Regions from separate parts of the Columba livia genome. Here region 2 is linked to region 1. The links are chromatin contacts, called in public Hi-C maps. All regions are on one chromosome and are shown on one strand. Each heading gives the region's core, a stretch centred on a gene start, on an enhancer-like site or on the middle of the called end of the contact. The rest is flanking DNA. Distances are from core to core; before and after follow the strand shown. Region 1 overlaps SARAF (store-operated calcium entry associated regulatory factor). Region 2 holds the start of NOA1 (nitric oxide associated 1).

Region 1 (7,433 bases), core at 2,853-5,352:
TACACTGTATTGGGAAAAGTGCTTTTCAGCTAGCATTACCTTTCTGTACTAGGAGGCTGTGCCAGGGGACTGGTCCTCATAGGTAAGGATGTAGGAGCTGTCATTCTGCCCCCAAGGAAAGCTCTGCCTACTCCAGTACCCTGACTGATGGGCACCATTAACCCTTCTGCTTCTGGAATTAAAGATCTGGGGATTTTTGACCCAGAAATCAAACAATGGCTCAATCACTAATGTGTTGACTTTCTGAAAAATTGCCTAATCCTTTCCATCTCATGTTTGTTTCTGGCCTTTTAAACATGCTGCAGTAAGGAGTTTCATAAACCAGAGGGCTTGTATTTTGAGGTGCATGTGTGTCTTAGCTGGCAAGATTGTGAAAATGTGTAGTTAGGCCATACATTTGGGAAGAGAGGAAGAGAAGAGTCAGGACTGCTGGACACAGCAGCTGAATGCACGCACTGTCTTCAGAAGCCACATGCAGGCTGGGGTATGCAGCTCCTTTAGAGTGCTGCAACCACAGTGCACAAGAACACCCTCCAGTATGTCAGCTGGCTTCACCAGAGCATCCTACATCTATTTTCAAAGGTCTCTGTTGCTGACCATTCCTTATCCTTCCTTCATTTGTCATTCCAGGGCAGGAAACATTCCTGCAGCTCAGCTGGGCCTCTCCTGCCATGCTGTCCAAAGGTCAAATACAATGTTCCTGCACCCACAGCCTCTTGGCTTGGAGGTCTGCCAAGCTGAGGCTAAGTGGTAGCACTCATTGCTTCATGAGGCCTCTCAGGTGCATGAGCAAACAAAGACTGGAGAGGAACAGATGCCTCAGTAGCACGATCAGGCTAGAAACGCTCACTGGCTCCTGTCTGGGACTCCTTGCTCTCCCCAGATGAATGCTGTCGGAGATGGTTTGTGTTGTGTTTCTCCCTCAGCTGCTGCAGAAAGTTCTGTTTCTCCATTATGCCCAAAGCAGCTTTGCAATGTAGAAGTATCTGTCCAAACCCTAATTTTTCTTTAACAGCTGGATCAGCTGATTCAAAGGGAATGTATTAATATCTCAGGTACAACTGGATTACTTGATTCAAATGTGGTCTTCCTCTCATTGCTTACATTTGTGCTGTTTCAGTTTTATACACATTCACTTAGTTACAGCCTAATCCCCAGCTTCTTGTTAAAAAGGAAATAAATCCTTCCACCTGTTATGAAGGAGAGCATGTAGAATTAACTGACCAAGCTTGCCAAGAGTCCAGTCCCACTGCCTTGTGACCCAGGGGGCCTGGCTGGCTTTCTTATAGTCACAATGAAGACATGCAATTTGCCTACATAAGAAAAACAGCACTTTACTGCTGACAGCAGGTGTCAGCAGCAGATGACAATTTGTGTTGAATAGCACCTCCTTGACCCAAAAGCAAAGACATAAACAAATTTCTGAGATGTTTCAGCCTACTTTGATTTTGACCTCAATTTCAGAAACAGCGCAGATCAGTTTGTTTCTGTCTAAGCTTACAACCACATGAACTTTTGCACTGATGTAACTTCACTCATTCCTGTTACCAATTCTTTGGAAGCTGTGTATCAAACCACAGAGAGCCTCAAACAGGTCTGACTTTACTGAATGTCAAGTCTGTTAGAGTTCTAAGTCTCCCACTCTCACTGGAGTGGTACAGAAACACTGGTGGTGTTATTCAAATCCACAGCAACAATAAAGTACTCCTCCTCCTGGGAAAACAATGTCAGTGAAGTATTCCCAGGATGAAGGTCAGCTCTGCAAAGTTCCTTCACCTACAACATTTTATTTTATTTGCTTCACCTCCAACATTCATGATGCTTTTTCATTTTCTCTTTTTTCCCCTCACCCATAATTGTCTTCTGCTCATTTAAGAAGATGTGATGCATTTGCAGCTGCTAAATGACAGGAAAATTACTACAGGAGTTGACTGGGAGATTTAATAACTCCCATTACTCATCAGCAGCAAAAGATTGCTGGAAATTCCAGTGCTGCCTCAATAAATGCCCACATGCTGATAACAAGGACAGAGGAGACCTACAGAAGATGACTTGCAGGGACCAGGAACCCAAGGGCAAGGGAAGTCAAGGCAAATCCAGTAAATGAGCAAAAATTCTCTGTGTGATAATTCAAGAGAACCTGGTCTTTAAGCTGACAGCGATTTTTCTCCACACAGCTTCACAGTGGACAGTTTCAAGACTGAATTGGGCTGAGACAGTCCTGAGAGCAAAAGGTGTCACTGTGTATCACTAATAATTGCCCTTAGGACTTCTTTAGGGATGCAGGACGAAACTTTCAAGCCCAGTAAAAAAGGCTGATACAACTGAGAGCCACCTAGTATTTCCTGCTGCTGTGTGAGAACAGCAAACAGAAAAGACATAGCGGGGCAAAGGCTCCACCTGCAACCCTGGCTTTGCTAGTATATGTGTAAACTTGCTGCCCTTTATCATGCTTGCTCACTGCTCTTTCCATTTCTGGCCTTCTCAGCTCATTCCAAGACACACTGCAGTGGGAAAGAAACACAGGTGCAGAATCAAGTCCCCTTTCTTGTGCTTGGCACTAGCCTTGTGGCATTTTCAGAAGCAGCTGATAACTGTGAACATACATCTACCTGCAGGATTTGCAATGGCATGCCTGCAGAGCGGCTAAATGAGCACATGCTAGGCCAGCTTCCTGCTTACACAAGTCTTAGTCATTGCTAAGGTAGGACGGAGAGGACGTTTTCAGGTCTTCTCCATGCTGCCAGTTCACCAGTCTGCTCCAGTCCCCAGCTGCAAATACTGCATCCTTGACAAAAATGCTTCTTGGGCAAAAGATTGAAAAAAGTTACTTTCACAGACATCCAGCCCAAAGAGGTCAATTTGCAGCCTGACAGTTTGCTCCCTTGACTTCATCTCAATCTACTCCAGTCATTCCTAGCTCAATGTACTTTTTGCAAGTGCTTGTCACTTCCTTACTGAAGAAAACATTGACACTCAGCAAGAACAGAAAGAACTATAAGACAGTGGGAGATAAGAAATACAGGCCACAAAAGGAGTCTGCTGATTGTTTTCATTAGCAGTGGCAAAACACAGCTGCAACAGAAAGGGAAAAGTCTGAAAGTGAAAACCACTGTTGTTGGACACAGTATTGGGAAAGCAAGAGAATCAGCTGCAGAAGAACATTTCAGCAGAATATGCTGAGGGATTTGGAGCCCCTTCCAGACAGCACTTAACCCTGAACAGCCCCAATAGGTATGGAAGGAGAACAAGGGATCTGACAATAAATTTCAGTACACAAAATGAGAGAATAGTACTGTCTGTTGGTACAGACTGAATCTCCAGGAGGGGGTTTGGGAAGGGTTTTTTTTTTTGGTGGTGGCTTTGCTCATATAGTTTAGTTTGGAGGCAGCTGGGCTGTTTCTGTACTAGAATTACTGGTTGATAGGTACTCTGAAAATATTAAAAACTAACATCAATTTGCTTTACTAAAGAGGGAGAAATACAACACTTGCAGTTGATGCTAAGTGGACAGTCTGCGTACAAATACTGCATTTGCAGCTTTTAGATGACTGTGCAGGCAGGCATCGCTTGCTACTTTATTCTGGCAATTTTTCTGTGCAACAACTCCTAGTTCTGGAAATGGTGCTGTCTGGCTTAATTTCCCTTTTAGAACATAGTGATATAAAGCAGTGATGATAGAAAAAAAATATATATATTAAAAAACTCCACAATGCTAAACACCAAAACATACCATCTCACCTGGCTAGTAAGTCTAACACACACCTTGCACCCAGAGAAAAAAGCAAGCTTCATAGCATGACAGTCTACAGACCCAGCCAAGATCTGACCTGGGAGCTGAGTCACAAGACAGACTGGCATAGAGAAAGCTTATCTCTGTTCATCTTTTATTCTTTCATCACATGCTTCAGGGGAAGTCAGCTGTAAAAACAGGAGATTCATTCCTGCAATGAGCTTTAGTTTTGTGTGAGGATGTAAGCCATGTCAGAGTATAAGCAGAACTAGTCCGTGGTGCCAAGTAGAATTGCAATTACCCTACAACAGCATTTAACAGTTTAAACATTTACATATCCCTTGCAACTATGAAGTTGCTGTGAAGATGTTGCCAAAACCCCGTCCAGGAGCAAAAAGGAAGACTCAGATCTTCCAGATCAGATGTTCAGGAAGGAAGCTCAAGGTCTCTCACAAGTATGAGCTCTAAGCTGCCCTCCACAAGTTATTTTCCTCCAGGAGCCTTACCAACATCCTTGATCTTTGATCAAGGAAACTTTGATACCAGAATTTGCAAGCCTCAATCTATCCCTGCATTACACTGCCGAGAAGTTGAACTGCCTCATCTGTGGGCCATGTCTCTGTTCAGCAGTGATGCTTTATAAGTAGCAGATTTGTCAGCTGCTGTCGCAGGGCTGAGTTTTGCTGTATCCACAACCAGGAACAGCAGCAGCGATTGTAACTTCTTTTGAAAGTTTCAGCTAATGACCTTGTAAACCAGGAACTCACCACCATAATAGAGCTGTTCTGCAGACTCAGATGTGAAACTCCAAGTTACAAGAAATCCTTCAATTCCTTACATGGTTCAGTATTTTGTTATTGAAAATCCAATACAGGAAATAACACTATTCCCAGTACCATTTTATTTTGTTGAAATAAAATATACAGCTTACCAGCTCTGCATCTGGGGGTAATGGCTGATATTACACCACCTTGGAAGTTGATGATGAGACATTGCCAAACTTGCAAAACAGAGTGCCATCCCTGCAGGCCTCAAGATGGTGCTTTAACGACAAAAATACTTGTTATTCATTTATTTCTTTATTTTATCAAAGGGAAGGGGGAAAAATATCCTACAAAGAGATTCCGAAACTACGGTAATTCATCAGGTTTATGCATCAAATCACATTCCATGCAGAAACGATAAATACAAGTTAAAACATTGTTCAAAACATTTCTTAACACATTATAATTTGAGAGCAAAGTTCAGCTTTGAACCACCCAGTTAGCAAAAATCCAGTTTCATTGTTATGTAATTAGTTGGTAAAGAAAGTATTGACTCTGACAAGTTTCAACTTGAGTACACTTCGAAATAAGTAAAAACTCCACATTTAAAATACATTATTTTGCTATGTTGGGTCAAAAATATAAGATTTATCACATGCTTTTCCTCATAAAAGGTAAGACTTTTTAACAGGCCAACAGTTACAGTCTTTGTAATTTCTCTGCTTTCTAGGTTGATCAAGCAGGCTATTAATGAAGGTGTTTCCCCCTCCAATCCTCAGGTGGTTCTGAGAAGCAAACAACTACTTTATCCTCAAGCTACCAATTTTATCAAGATTTTCACATTTTCAGCTCAAGTTCTACACTTTTTTTGGTAGGTTCTGTTGACTTCTTGTTGACACCACGGAAAAGCTGTGCACACCCGCACACCTCTAAGCTGTATTAGGACGGCCTCTGGATAAAAGCTGGTGGTCAACCAGCCCATTTTTCACTTTCCCCTCTCTCCTCTCCCACAATCCTGAGACATTTCTGTTTTTTCAACAATGCCTCTCGCAGGTCACAGCAAATCACACAAGAACTATGGGACACTTCTCAGAGCCCCAAAATATCACCACAAAACAAAGCAAGGCCTCTCTGCTCCCCACTCTTTGACAATATTTTGTTTTTAAAACGTACATCTGGGAAAGTTGACATCCCATTAGATATCAATCCCAAATTGACACCCCGTCCCATTTAAAATTAAAAATTTCCTTTTCTGCTTAGTTCCAGGGCCTGCTACATTCTAGAGATACTACCAGCTTTGGATTAAGAATGCCCCCTTCCCTTTTGCAATGAGCACCTTTGGTTTACTGTGTCCTGGACAGGTCATCTAGCAGGACAGACCATTCACATCAGAAGTTTTCAGAGCATTCCTAACATCCACCATTAAAATAGAAGTCTGGAGATGTTATGAGGGCAAAGTGTCCATAGCCACCTGAATTTAAATGACTTCAGTCTTCCAGGAAAAGGTCCAATTAGAGAAGGATTACCTTATCTCATTTCAGGTTATTTTATTTTTCATAATTTATACAAAAAATCCCCCAGGTTTGCACAGCCACTTGCATAAATCCTAAAACATAAAGCGTCCTCAGATCTGCAAATTTTGGCTCCAATAGTCACATAGCACAGATACAAACATTATATTAATGTTAGTCTCGCTCTTGTTTTGTTCTTTTCCACTAAGTAAAAACCCCAACATCCATCTGAGTAGCCGATTGCACTTACAGTAACGTTCACATGAATTTTACACAGACAAACAAAAGTAGTTTTGATGAGCAGCACCCCTTAAATATCAGGTGGATTCCACACGAGGCCTTTTAGATGCTGAACCACCAAGAAAAAAAAAGAACAAAACCTCAGAAATTCTGGATTAAATGGAACTGAGCCCAGAACATGAGTAAGCTACTTGCTTTGAAAATCTAGAAAGGCTACCATTGCCATAATCCCTCAAGCATAGACAGACACATATAGGCACTGTAACCTCGTTCTTCTTAACTCGGATGAGTTTATTTTGGATCTTATGAGAAGCTTCTGTTGTAAAATAGTGGATGTTCCAGCAACTGTAACACCCTAAACAAGAGTAAGAGTCTACACTTCCCTGGGGAAAGAGAGGAATTCTTTGCCTAGTCCTTCACACCTCTTCTCATATCCACTTCTGAAGCATACTACTAAAAAACCCAAAGTGCTAACACACAAGAAGGTTTAGTTCAATCACTCATATATAGTAACATCACGGATTTCATCTTCGTTTCGTGCCCCCAAAGCCTGCAAAGGAAAAAAAAAAAAGTGTCAGTTCTACCACATCCTTTCCACTGGGCTCTCCCCAGTTCTAAAAAGGTTAAAGGTGGTTCATGAGGTGACTTAAACATATTCACATAAAGTAGAACAGCAAACAACTGTTGAGCTGACTGGCCTGAAAAAATATTCTATTCTTGCAGATTAGGCAACCTGCTCCATACAAAGAGAAGAGCATGTGTAGGGCACACCAAAGGGGAAAGCCTTAAACTAATGCACTTTGTAGATGGAGACAAACCCAGTACTGGTGGTACCATGCCCACCATAGGTCTCTGGGGAGTTTCATGCACCACAATGCTCTCCTGCTTCCATAGGAAATAAAAATAAGGTACATTGTTACATGCCCACCTGTACCAAGTAGCAAAATAAAGAACACTTGCTCTTTTGCCTTACCAGAAGCAGTTCTTGTTCCTGAACTGCTGCCTTGTGTGGAATTGCTTGAGTGCCCACTCATTGGAGGTGCAGCTGTGGGATCTGTCCACATACCATAATACGGAGAACGTGACTGTGCTCTAATGAGAAAGAGTAGAAGGAAGGCTTCATTAGTGCCCTTATGAAAAACTAAGGAATTACCATGCCAAACAACAAGAGGAGTGTGTCTCTGA
Region 2 (7,658 bases), core at 1,557-4,056, 43 kb before region 1:
AAGTAGCCACCAGGATCAAGTGGGCATTCATTCAGTTCACAAAGATCACGGTCAGTTAAGCCATTCAGCAAACAGTATGTTGAACGTAACATAATAGGAATTTTTCCTATAAAAGTTTTCTGATGCTGTGTCTGTAACTGATCCTCCCCTTCTTTAATAACTGTTTTAGTTATATCCACATACAAGGGGGCTGAATACCTACAGAATAAAAACAGCATTGTGTTACCTGTCAGTTACTACTCCAGGTTGTACAGAAGGATAATGAACCAGTTGTTTGAGCACTCACTGGTAATATTAAAGCACATGTGGATTTGACAAGTAAAAATCAAAATTTGAATAGAGCAGTAACTATTATATTTTCAAGCCACTGCTAAATTGAAAAAGACTATCAATTAATAACACAGGGCCAGTCCTTCCTTGTGTTTATCCACTACAGAGTTTGTTCTTACGTAAGGTTTCTCAGTCTGGCTTCATTGGGCATCATAGGTGATGGTGCTCCATCTCTTTCCCAATGTGTAGGTTTGGAGAGGTAGATTTGTTCAAACTTCAACAGATACCGGGGCTGGAAAACAAGAAGACATTTACCTGTAATGGTAGAAACACCCACTTTGGTTGTTCAAGAGCAATCCTAGAGCTTAATACCCAATGCTGCCACATGTCCTCACCTTGAGGTGACAATCCCTTTTCAGATGACTACATTAAAAGAAAACACTGAAGAACTTTCACGCAGCGTGAACCTTAGATAATTGGCTCTCATTTAGAACATGGTGTCAATGGAAGATGATGAGCAATGGCACCCTTTGAAAACTTAGACCTAATTTTGGCCAAAGAAAGTTAACAAAGAACTTTTGAGCCATAAACTTTTCTGCCTAAGGCCACCAAGATGATCAGGGGGCTGGAACACCTCTCCTACGAGGACAGGCTGAGAGAGTTGGGGTTGTTCAGTCTGGAGAAGAGAAGGTTCGGGAGAGACCTTATTGTGGCCTTTCAGTACTTAAAGGGGGCCTATAAGAAAGGTGGGAACAGACTTTTTAGCAGGGCCTGTTGCGATAGGACAATGGGTAATGATATTAACTAAAAGATAGGAGATCCAGGTTAAGACATGAGTAAGACATTTTTTACAATGAGAGTGGTGAAACACTGGCCCAGATTGCCTGGAGAGGTGGCAGATGCCCTGTCCCTGGAGACATCCCAGGCCAGGCTGGACAGGACTCTGAACAACCTGATCTGGGTGAAGATGTCCCTGCTCATTGCAGGGGGTTGGATTAGATGAGCTGTGAAGGTCCCTTCCAACCCAAACTATTCTATGATAACAAAGCTCTTGTGTGTGTTTCTCAGCAGTACACCTGACTACCTCGAAACTCGGCCATGGTACCTCATAGAATCCATAGAGTCCATGCTTCTGTCCTACTGACTGCATGAGCAGTGTCATAACTCAGATGTATTTCCACCTCTTCAGATGAGGGTTGAATAAAACCCACCGAAAATCATTTTGCATTATAGAAACAAATCACCTCTGCCAGGGATCTACCCTTACCGGCTCTTCCACTTCTCCTGTGGCATGCTGGGCTTCAGCTTGTAAATCAATTGGTGGAGCATCTTCAACAATTCTCTGCACAGACATCTGAATAAACTCATCGAAAGAATCCAACTGTTGCCTGACTAGACCCTTTTCATCAAAATAGGAGCTGAAAAAAACAGTGCATTAATGAACAAGAGAACTTAGTTTAATTCATATACTTCATACATCGACAAGCTTAAGATGTATTAGGGATATGGTTTAGTGCTAGAGTTAGGTTATGGTTGGACTTGATGATCTTAATGGTCTTTTCCAAGCAAAATGATTCTATGATTTATTTCAAAACTTCAAAAAGTCACAAAATACAGTACAGAAGCAAATACATTCATTTTTCCCAAGGCATGAGTTTCAAACACAGATGCTCAAAAATGTTTAATGATTCTCTCACTACTTGAAGACACAGACACTACAAAGCGACAGACTTGCTGCCACCTCTTGGCTAAGCCACGAGTGTTTGCACAGTCTACCTTAAATTAGAAGGGAAACATGACACTTATACCTTGGTAAGAAGCTGCAGGTGCTGGATGTTCATGTCTTGCTATTAACATGTCTTGCCATTAACACAGTGAAATAGCTAAGTTTTGATTTCCTAATGCCACCATCAGCTGTGACAGTAATAGGCCCAATCATGTGCTTGATGCGGCACCAAACTCTCTTCTTCATTTAAAACAGTGCACCCCACTGGGGGTCAGTAGGGCTTCTTATATCTTAATGACAATCCTGCTGTTTCTGCTTAAAGCCCTTATGCTCTGAACATGCTATAACACCCAATTTAGCATAACCAAGCCTGCAGCTTCCTTGACATACAGCAAGCAATCCGCATGTCACCTGTAAGGCCAGGAGCACACATGCTAATGCATTAAAAACAGTGAGTTTTAATAAGTCACCTAATAACGATCCAGCAGGCTTCTTGCCACAAGTCGGGGGTGATTTCATCATCATCTTCATCATACTGCATGTCTGCCGGGGAAGCACAAGGAGTGAGCCGGGCTCCAGTCACCCCACTGTCCCCCTCGCCTGCTGAGGCGGGGCCGCCACACGGCGGGATGAGGGACCCTCTGGCACGCCAGCACGGCGCCCGGAACCCCCCATCCCCAACCCCGCCTTCCGCGGGCCCTGCGCACGTCCAACGGCTCCCCCGCCCCCCCTCACCGGGCTGAGACGGGAAAACGCCCCGGCGGGCAAGGCCCGTAGCCGCGGCGTACTCACCTTCGTCTGCGTCGTACATGATGGCGGTGGGAAAGGCCGCGGACGGCGGCGGCCGAGAGCGGGGCGAGGAGGGCGGCGAAGCTCAGCACCGAGCGGCTGCAAAGCGGCGGAGTGGCGCCTGCTCACGCTACGTGCGCCACCTCCCAGGAGGCAGCGGGAGCGGGACCGCGCATGCGCGGCGGCTAAGTCCCGTCCCCTCGCGTGGCCGCGGAAGTGCCGGCGCCGCCATGCTCCGCCTGGCCCCGGCGCTGCTGGCCCGGCTGGCCCGCGCCCGGCCCTGGGTCCCGGTGCGGCGGCGCGAGGCGGCAGCCAGCGGTGAGGAGGAGCAGTTCGTCTTCCTCGAGTACGAGCCGGAGCCGGGCGAGGCGGCGGCGGCGGCGGCAGCAGCAGCAACAGCGGCGGCGGCGGCCCGCCGAGAGCGGGAGCCGGGCAAGAAGCGGCGGGAGCGGCGCTCGGTGGTGGGGACGCCCGACCCCTCGCTGCCGCCGAGCGGCGTGAGCTGCTCAGGCTGCGGGGCTGAGCTGCACTGCCGCGACGGCGCGGCGCCGGGCTTCGTGCCGGCGGAGAAGTACCGGACTCTGTCGGAGGGCCCGGCCGGCGTGGCGGGGCTGCGAGGCGCCGTCTGCCAGCGCTGCTGGCTGCTGGCCCACTACGGCCGGGCCCTGCGGCTGCGGCTGCCGCCCGAACAGCACCGCGAGGTGGTGAGCGCCGCCCTGCGCCGCCCCCCCCGCCACGGCCGCGGGCCGCTCCTCCTCTACCTGCTCGACGTGCTGGAACTGCCCGACCCGGTGCTGCCGCAGCTGCCGGCGCTGCTGGGCCCCGATGTCCCCGCCGGCGGGCTGCTGGTGGTGGGCAACAAGGTGGACCTGCTACCCGCTGACTCCCCCGGGCACCTGGGGCGGCTGCGGCAGCGAGTGGCAGCAGCCTGTGCCGAGGCCGGGCTGCACGGAGCCCCGGTGGTGGATGTCCGCCTGGTGAGCGCCAAGACGGGCTTTGGCATGGAGGGCCTGATTAGCCGGCTGCAGCGTTCCTGGAAGTGTGCAGGTGATGTCTACCTGCTGGGTGCCACCAACTCGGGCAAGTCAACACTCTTCAATGCCCTGCTGCGCTCCGACTACTGCAAGTCCCGCGCCACCGACGCTGTCGACAGGGCCACTGTGTCACCCTGGCCAGGTCAGGGGCACCACTCTTCTCGTCACAGCAGGGGTCACGTGCGGTGTTGGGCAGTCAGAGGCCAGCTAGCCCCAAGCCTCCTGCAAAGCCACCCCTGGGGCAGGGGGATGTGTCACTCAGCGGGTGCCTGCCACCCTGAAGCCGCTGTTGTGGGCAGCGAGCTCCAGTGCTGCACTGTGCTTTGCATCGCCACCTTCCTCCGGCCAGCAAGGGTGAGAGGTACACACAGAGGGTGCTGCGCAGCTTGTAGCAGTGAGGGGGCTGGTAAACCAGAGCTAGGTGGTACCCAATCTGTGGTGCCCTCCAGTCTAGAGAAAACAGGAGGTGGAACAGTGAGCACCCATAAAAAGATCATAGGACAAACCAAGCTGCCTGAAGGTGGGGTTGCCTGAGGTGTATTAAGTCAGTCTTGGCACCACTTGGCTTTGACACCCATTTCATCAAACTGTAGGTGAGAGCAGGTCTCAGGTGGATGGATGCCTCATTTCCACTACTGCGCCTGGGGATGGTAGTACTTTATGACAGCAGCTGTAGTTCCCCCTCCAGCTTTGTTTTACTGGGTTTCACCCAAAAGTTGGAGAAGCATTTTTTTTTTCCTTAGAGCTTAAATGTGCCAGGCAAACAAATGTCCTCCTCAAACAAGTCTTCTGATTTTTTTTTTTCCAGGAACAACACTGAACCTGTTGAAATTTCCAATTATTAATCCTACATGTGACAGGATATTCCGAAGGCAGGAGAGGCTGAAAGAGGAGGCAACAAAAACAGAAGATGAGTTAAGCAGTGGAGAAAAGAAGTACCTTAAGCACCTTAAAAAGCAAGGTTATTTAGTGGGTGAGTATTGCTTGTGTAAAGGCGTTGCCTCTCTGCCCTGATGAAAATATTGCATTACACGAAGGACTGTTAACTCCTTAATTTGCTGTAGAATCCAGAGGGTTTTGGTGAGTCGTTTCTTCCAACTCTGAAAGAACTCATTTCCATTTAATTATGAGAGGAACTGTAGTAGCAATAAAAAATTTCCAAACTTGCATTCAAGCTATTTTGATCAGTTTTTATTCCTTGAGTAATGGGTGCAAGACCTCTAGCTCCTCTGTCAGTAGCATCATTAGTATTTCTTTTCAGTACTTATTTTTCAGCTGTTGTAGTACCATTGCAGAGGTTTTCTCTGTACAGTGCACCTCCCATCAGTATTTGGTGACCTACTTCAGATAGCTTAATAATTTAAAATGATGTTGCATTAGACACCGTCTCTCACTCCTGAAGGAAGAAAATGAGTTTTACTATTAAAGTACTGGGTTTTAGCTGCAAGCCACAGTGGTTTGCATCATTTTACCATATATCCAAAAAATGGAGTTGTCAGAAGATAGCTCTGATTTTTCCAACAATTCTGTGTTTGACAGTCCAAGGCACTGAAAACAGAAGGCAGCTTGCTTTACTGTAAAGTGGGAATAACGGGGTGCCTGTAATCTGATCCTTGCTAAGGTTTTGGAGCTTGAGGAGTGCTAAGCAAGAATTATAGAAAGGATTTCTTAGCATTTTAGCTTTTGAATCATGAAACTTTGTAGCCACATAGCATCTTTGTTACCTTTACATTACCAATGCGTGTCTCTTTTAAGCAAGGGAAGGGACAGATGTCCAATGAAGGAGAGGCAAGTTATTAAATTAATCACTGAAAATGTTTCATTTTAATCCAGGAAGAGTTGGAAGAACATTTCAACAGCTGAAGTCTAGCTCGGTGATTGACTTTGACCCTGACATGCTCTCGTACAGCATAGATGAAGATCCCAGAGATTCCCCTCGGAAGCATGAGGAAAGGGAAGAGTTCACACACAATGAAGTGAAGGATGCTCGCTGGTGTTTTGACACTCCAGGGATTATAAAGGAAAACTGTGTAGGTACTCTGTGGTGCTGTGTTTGGGGATGATGGGTTTGGGAGGACAGAACATCCTGTGCATGTGGGAGAGTATTTCTGCTGCAGTTCTGGGGTTAGGATTCTTTTGGTTTGGGCATTTGTGTTAAAATATGGTTTGTATTTACTTGGGAGGGGTTCATTGTGTTAATGCTGTTGCATTTCTGAGTAGTGCATACTGAAATCTTGCAAATAAACTGTACAACTGCGTCACCCAACTTCCTTAACATCTGAATGAAGGGAAGTAGGAAATAGTTCTATAAATAAGTTTATACCAGTATCATCCAAAGAAGTTTGCACTTTTTTAGTTCTGCCAGCCTACTGACAAAGGTGGAGCTCAGGAGGATAACCAGTGTTGTATAACTGAACCAAGACTTTGAGAAAGCATTCTCCTGAAGCTATTTGGATCTGCCATGTTCCTGTTAGTAGCTCAGATACCTCAGGCCCATCTCAGTGTTTCAGCAGAGCAATGACTCTGAAGCCAGGGCTGATGTTGTGCACACATCCAACAAAGAAGTCATATTTTGATTTTTTTCATCACTTTGATATCTATGCACAGCTGCAGGTCATCTTTTTGGGAAGATAAAAGTACTCAAGAGAAGGAAGTGCAAGCACTGTACTAAGACTGCACAACTGAAGTGCAGACGCTGCTTTCTTGAATGCTAGAAAACTACTGTTTTTTTTAATAGATATATTTGCCAGATCATAACCCACTTTACTGTGGCACTTTGCTCTCTGATAGATGATTAGTGTTTGGTAAAGGCAGTCATCAGCTTAGAGACCTGGTAAGTGTGGAAAACATGGGCTTTCCTTCATCCAGAAATACTTGCTGCTGTTTCTGATTTAGCTGTCCAAAGGCACAGCAAGGATAGTCTACATGCCAAATTTCCGACCAAATTTTGTTTCTGCGGTCGGTGTTCAATCTGACTGGAGGACATGTAGATGGTCTATGTGGCAGGTTTTGGCCTGAGAGATTTCTGGTAACAAGCAGGTTTGTTTTTTGTTTTTCATTTTGGAAGAAGAGTGAAGTGGCAGTTAGCTTTGATAGAACTACATTTTTATCCTTACTCCTTGGAGGTTTGTCTTCAGCTGCTTCCTCATGACTCCTTCTAAAGCCAGACTTCTGGAAAGCATGGAAAAGAATGACTGATAGCTCTCAATTTTAGTTTAAGCATTGCCAAACACATCAGAAAACCTGAAGCTAGCAGGGCAAAGCCTGCTGGCTTTTAGAATCGGTGTTGAATTGGTTTTCCAAGCTAAAGATTGTCTGCTTGTGAATATATGAAGAGCACTGGGGTTTTGGCTGCACCACAGCCTGTGTTAGTTTTGTCTTTTAATGATGAATTGAGGTTAATCCTCATAGTCCGGACTGCTACATACTTGTATTTGCATGATGCAGGCATGCATGGGGGGCACACTGTCAGTTTCCTGTATTTAGGAAAGAGATGCCACCAACCAGAAGACTAGTTGTTTTCTTCAAGGCAGTGCTTCCTGAGCTTCAGTGCCTGCATATTGTTTCATAGCTGGGTTTGAACAGTGCTGCTTTAGGAAGCGATCAGACCGCTGTGGCTGCAGCACTGCTGGTGAGGTTGCTGGCTTTTCAGTACACTTCAGGGTGGATAATTTTACTGAAACAAGTTAAAACCTAAACAGATGAGCCAGTTGAGCCAGGAGATGGAAGGGAAGAGGGAGGAATACAAGCAGCAAGAGCATTTGGGAGCCCTCACAGGTGGGAGAGCTTGTTTCACTCTGCCCAGGGTAGGGATCCACACTGGGGCAGACTGGTCATAC

Evidence for each region. Hi-C and Micro-C count contacts between places; a contact is called where the count stands out from the background.
Region 2: a Hi-C map of crop shows a contact between it and region 1, with 2.7 times the contacts expected there. The contact joins the promoter of NOA1 here to the enhancer-like site in region 1. A contact is called at or near these places in 2 of 2 Hi-C or Micro-C datasets (crop and liver).

The regions. Positions count from the first base shown.
Region 1 is chr4:47,907,265-47,914,697 of bColLiv1.pat.W.v2, reverse strand. SARAF (store-operated calcium entry associated regulatory factor) reads right to left here. Exons shown (of 6, transcript XM_065061547.1): 5 at 7,222-7,340; 6 at 4,794-6,798. The coding sequence ends at 6,773. Among named protein-coding and RNA genes, the nearest start is that of LEPROTL1, 10 kb to the right of the region's middle. Within about 2 kb of position 4,102, at least 1 of the 3 cell types and tissues checked has an H3K27ac peak away from gene starts, as active enhancers do.
Region 2 is chr4:47,948,403-47,956,060 of bColLiv1.pat.W.v2, reverse strand. It overlaps NOA1 (nitric oxide associated 1), which reads left to right and starts at 2,806. Exons shown (of 7, transcript XM_005510980.3): 1 at 2,806-3,961; 2 at 4,628-4,792; 3 at 5,653-5,849. The coding sequence starts at 2,806. It overlaps POLR2B (RNA polymerase II subunit B), which reads right to left and starts at 2,938. Exons shown (of 25, transcript XM_065061503.1): 1 at 2,789-2,938; 2 at 2,467-2,539; 3 at 1,538-1,688; 4 at 450-562; 5 at 1-198. The coding sequence starts at 2,807.